2 separate regions of the Gossypium arboreum genome follow, and region 1 is linked to region 2. Evidence: chromatin contacts called from public Hi-C data. All regions are on one chromosome and are shown on one strand. The core of a region is the stretch at or near the end of the contact, and the rest is flanking DNA. Distances in the headings are between cores, read along the strand shown. Region 1 holds the start of LOC108474009 (phospholipid:diacylglycerol acyltransferase 1-like). Region 2 holds the start of LOC108473548 (O-fucosyltransferase 35-like).

The links. Hi-C and Micro-C count contacts between places; a contact is called where the count stands out from the background.
Region 1: a Hi-C map of leaf shows a contact between it and region 2, with 2.8 times the contacts expected there. The contact joins the promoter of LOC108474009 here to the promoter of LOC108473548 in region 2. A contact is called at or near these places in 2 of 5 Hi-C or Micro-C datasets (both in leaf).

Annotation. Positions count from the first base shown.
Region 1 is chr6:123,086,191-123,088,890 of ASM2569848v2, forward strand. It overlaps LOC108474009 (phospholipid:diacylglycerol acyltransferase 1-like), which reads left to right and starts at 1,296. Exons shown (of 7, transcript XM_053029523.1): 1 at 1,296-2,535. The coding sequence starts at 2,099. It overlaps LOC108470932 (protein Brevis radix-like 4), which reads right to left and starts at 1,272. Exons shown (of 6, transcript XM_017772463.2): 1 at 628-1,272; 2 at 367-516; 3 at 1-286. The coding sequence starts at 492.
Region 2 is chr6:122,281,298-122,283,997 of ASM2569848v2, forward strand. LOC108473548 (O-fucosyltransferase 35-like) reads left to right here and starts at 1,324. Exons shown (of 9, transcript XM_017775193.2): 1 at 1,324-1,997; 2 at 2,585-2,700. The coding sequence starts at 1,551.

The sequences.
Region 1 (2,700 bases), core at 46-2,545, 800 kb after region 2:
CTTTAGGCTCACTTTCTTCGACGAACACGACCGTGTCCACTCGGCGTCCGCTCAACGATTTCGGCGTCCCTTCTCCGCTCGAACTCGACATCCCTTTCAACCTTGCTTCCATCTCCTTCCCCCACGTCCTCGGCGTCGCTGAGCTCGAACTCCCCGTCCGACGATAAGGCCATCTGAACCTGTCCGAGTCCGCGTCAGACTCGCCCATGTTCCTCAACCGACTCTGCGCCGTGCAGGGGTTACAGTGCCTGTACGCCCCCGACGCCTTTAGCGCCATGTCCTTCAACTAAACCACACAGTCATTAAAGCCAAACAAAGAACGAAGAACCGGAAAACCTTGACGTCGTAAATTTGAAAGCTAATTACCTGCGAAGTGAGGGATTTGATGGCTTGGTTGTGCTTAGTGTTAGGAGTAGTGGAAGAGTCCATTTCCTCTTGTTGACTCACCGAGTCATCACCAGGTTGCTTGGAACGAGCTATGCACGTCAGCATTGTTGTTTCGAAATTCTCTGAAAGCTGAGAAATCTTCTGTTTAAATAAAAAGAAATACATTGAAAACTACATTTATGATTTGTCAGAATTTGAGAACTAGATTATACAATAAACAAGTTTTCGAGTTTACCGTACAGAGAAGCAAAATTTAATGCAAACCCAGAAATCTGAGGATCAGTGGATGGGTAAGAGAGAACTAAGGGTTTTTTTTCTTTCTTTTTTCCTCTGAAGTTTCAGGGAGCTGGAGCCCGATATTCGAGACTCAGGTAGCTCTTTAATGATGCCACGTTTAATTAAAAAGGATCAAAGATTCTCTGCGCCAACCCAAAATAAAAACAAAATTAAACAACAAAAAGGGTTTTAATAAAAGAAAAGAAAAGAGATGGAAGAGATAAAACCAAATTATAATCTCCTCAATCTCATCGAAGGAGCTATGGGTATAATGGGATAAATGCACTCATTGCACTGCAGTTGTTGCTGTATATTGGTAGTAGAAGAGTGTGGTTGGTGTAGGCCGTTGCTGGGCTCAGATGATGTTTCCTTTCCCTTTTTAATACACTGTGTGATCCGATGATGAAATGATTGGTGCGTGATGCTGATTGCTGAGCTTCTGCTTTTGTTTTTTTCTCAGTTTTCAAAAAGCCCACTGGAGAGACTCGATGGGCTTAGTCTCATCATTGGAAGGCCGAAGAACTCGTTTAACTTGGGCTATGTTATCAACTCGTGAGTGCCATTAATAATGATAGTGAGAGATTTGGCATTTGTGCATGTTGATCATTTACCATCTACCTGAAGTGGTGTGGTGTATCAGATCTTCCAACCCATTTCCAAAACAAATTTCCTTTTATTACTAATATTGAAGTAAAACTTTTGACAGAGGGTTGTCTGTTTTAGAACTAGTTTAATCATTCTCAACAACCTAGTGTTGCGGGTTTGTGTTTTTAGGGCAATTGGTCAATATAAATTGAGGCAAATTGCAGCTGAAAAATCATTGATTTAATTGCAGGAACGTGTACATCGTTGAGCGATTCGGGTCTATCTACACATATCCGCTCCCACTCACGTGGCTTCCATTCCCAAGCGTATTTGTCAGAAAGCATCTTTAGTTTTTGGCACATAACAAACATTATTAATTACTCCGAAATATTAGACTCAAAACACCTCTCCAACCTCCAATCACCGTTGAAATCCACCCATTTCTAATTTCCATCACCACCGCCGTCTGATGCTTTGACCACCGTAGTTTCTATCGTCAATCCGGCGGCTCCCAACAGATTATACCGCAGGCTCAGGCTTTAAAAAAAGTCCAAAAAGGAGACGCTAGCCTCCTTAGCCATCCCCGACCCACAGTTGGACCCTCGCCAGAGGAATCTGGAATATCAAAATAAATGAGTCTGTTTGAAGCTTAAATAAGACCCAATCTCATACTTCCACCTCTAACTCCGGTGGTGGCTGTCATTATCTTTTATTGTCACCGGCTCAAGTGAGAAGAAAAAAGCCCCCCGCCCCTTTTTTTCTTTCACAATTAATGAGAGTCTTAGTATCAGATTCTCATTAGTCTCCGTTAATGAAACAAACCTGTATTATATTTTGGCATTAAATAACGATGTCGTTTTCGCGGCGGAGGAAGGGGACGGATTCCTCGAAGTCCCAGAACTTACGGTGCAACATCGTAAAGGAAGATGAGAAGAATAACCTATACGAGAGCCCCAGGAAAGAAAGCTATAATTCCAAGAAATGGTCATGTTGGGACAGTTGTTGTTGGTTCATTGGTTTTGTATGTTCGGTGTGGTGGTTCTTGTTATTACTTTACAATACAATGCCTGCTTCGATTCCGCAATATGTAACGGAGGCGATAACAGGGCCGTTGACGGACCCACCCGGGGTCAAGTTGCGGAAAGAGGGCTTGACGGTGAATCACCCAGTTGTGTTCGTCCCTGGGATCGTCACCGGTGGGCTCGAGCTTTGGGAAGGCCACCAGTGTGCTGAAGGGTTGTTTAGGAAACGCCTTTGGGGTGGCTCCTTTGGGGAACTGTATAAAAGGTATTAGCTTTTGCCTTTTACTTTTTCCCCCTTTTTTGGGACTTTTGAGGTTTAGCTATTTAGTGTACGTTTTTCCATTCTGGGTTTTACATTTTTGAGGAATTTTGGCATGTTTGCAAGGTTGTTTTGTTTAAAAGAAAAAAAAAATCAAACACCTTTTGTGAA
Region 2 (2,700 bases), core at 74-2,573:
CTAAAAGTTTTGGTATGATGTAAAAAGAAGATGCAAAAACGTAAACCCTAGGTTGAAAAAAGAGAAGAGAAGAATGTCGTGTCTTATTTTCATTTTTACTGAGGTTATTATTATATTTCTTTTTAATTTTTCTAAAAATCCCAAAAATCTCAATGACTAGTTTAAAATTTTTTCTTCCGGGGGTTTTAAGCCTAAAATATAAAAATAAAAAAGGAAAGGTAAAAGAAAAGAAAAGAGGTATTATTGTAAATGAATGAAAAAAGAGGTATTATTGTAAATGAATGAAAGGGCGAGCGCATATTAGTGGGTGTGGACCCCACAATTCAAAATATAATTTACTCTACTTTTCAGTTGTAATTAAGGTTTCTTTACATTAATCATTTTAAACTGATTTAATTAAATTACATGGGTGGGCAATTTCGTACTTTCACCCAAGTCAATTTTGGTGGCTTCGACTTCCCGCTGTCACTTTATTTTGTTATTTGTCAAACGAAATTGCTTCTTTATCTTTACAATATAATATTTACAGATTATATTAATTTGATCTCAAATATAAAAATTTATAATTTTAATTATTAATATTTTAGGTTTAATTATAAAAAATTTATAAATTTAAACTTTAATATTTATAAAACTTATCAATTTAGTCTTAATTCTAAAAATTACAAAGAAATAATTTTTAAAGTTAGGATTAGGTTATGGTCTAAGCATGGCAGTAGAGCATTGGGGCGAGGCGAGTGAAAAACCGCCCCGCCTAGCCTTGTTGTCATCACTAATTAACCAATGGGTTATAAAAGGCTAAAAATAAATTTATTTTAATTTATTTTAATTTTTAGAGTTAGGACCAAATTGATAGATTTTATAAATATTGAGGTTAAATTTTTCTACTCTTTAGAATTAAAAGTAATATGAAAAATTTTGTAAATGTTGAGAGCTAAATTTGTTGAATTTTTATATTTAAGATCAAATTGATAAAATGTGTAAATACTAGAGAGCTAATTTTACTACTAGACCAATAAAAAAGTCCACATTAGCTTAAAGTGATTAAGATATTTAATTTTGAAAAATTTAATGACTAAATCGTATAAGTTTAATAATTAGGTGACCAAAATAAAATAAAAGATATAATTGGGTGATATTTTTATAGTTTACCCATAAAAATTCTTTTCATCATGTTCTAGGTTATTTATTTAATTGAAAATTTTAACATATGGACTAATTTGCATGTTTTAAAATATATAAGGATTAATTTGCTATTTTTTCAGTAAAGTGGCCGAAATACAATCCGCCTAAGTTCAGGGGCTTCCTGCTATTTTTAGCCAAAAAACAGACAGTACTATAAATGCAGAGGCCAACACCCCACTCATGTCATGTCCTAACACACGCTCTGTTTTTAGAAATTTCTAAGTCTCTGATTCCAGACCCCAAAATCCCAGAGTGTTTTTTCTTGTTAATGGAGGTTTAATTGAAAACTTAGTTTTCGATTACTACATAGACCAATAAATACCAAGTGTAGTGAGTGAGATTGTAGAGGTACACCAAAATTATATATGGCTCACCACCATCACCACCACCACAACACGAGCGATGGCGTTTCACAGAGAGTTAACAGCCCGCGTTTCTCGGGTCCAGTGACTCGCCGAGCTCACTCCTTCAAGCGCAACAATAACGCCGTCGGTTCTTCCAACAATAACGGAAGTAACAACAATAACTTGAGCGTGCATCATGAGATTGATCTACCGTTAACCTCACCCAGATCGGAGGTTGGAGTTGTGGCTGTGGGTTCGGTTTCAATTGATGGGTTGAGCCAAAGAAAAGGGTTGTTAAGGAAGCCGAGCGTTGGATCCATGGTTCTGGAATTTGGGTTGAAAGAGAGGAAGAAGTTCGGGCATTGGATGTTCTTGGTTTTCTGTGGGGCTTGTTTGTTTTTGGGTGTTTTCAAGATTTGTGCTACTGGTTGGTTTAGATCTGCTATCGAAACCGCTACATCAAATCAGGTACTTTCATTAATATTACGTAGCTTTTTGTGATAGCTGTTTATGAATTGACTTGCACTTGTATTCCATGTTGATAGATCAATGTGAAAAATGTTGTTTATCTTTGGAGACTATTAGATTCTTTTAATTCTCATGCTTGGGAAATTAATGGGTGATCGTCTTGTGTACTTATTGCCATATTTGTGGGTATAAAGCAGAAACTAGGGAGTATGCATATTAATTGCTGAAGTAATATATTTGCAACCCGAGACAATTTAAAGTTTCTTCGAAATGTGGATAAGTTGATACCAATCCCGGTTCGATTCCTGGATAACCCCTACCCCGTACATTTGGATCAAAGCATGTATCTGATTCTAGATTTTTATAGCCAGATTATTCCCGTTTCATATACTGAAATTGAATTTTCAACTGGTTATGCTTTTTATATCACTGGAAAAGAATCTTGAATGTCAAGTTTTTAATTTTATGTTGCTCCATGTATTTTTTTCTTTTCTCAAAGCGCAAGGTATGTTCTACTGGCAGATAAACTATATAACGTGGTTTAAATTTTTTCCTTGCTAATGTGCTATCTCCGTCGTTGTGATTAGGGTTTATCTGTGTCCTCCACCAATAGACTAAGGCTAATGGATCAAGGCTATCACGACTATGGGTACGGAGGAAGTGATTCAGATCAAAATCTGATGACATTGACATCAGACATAAC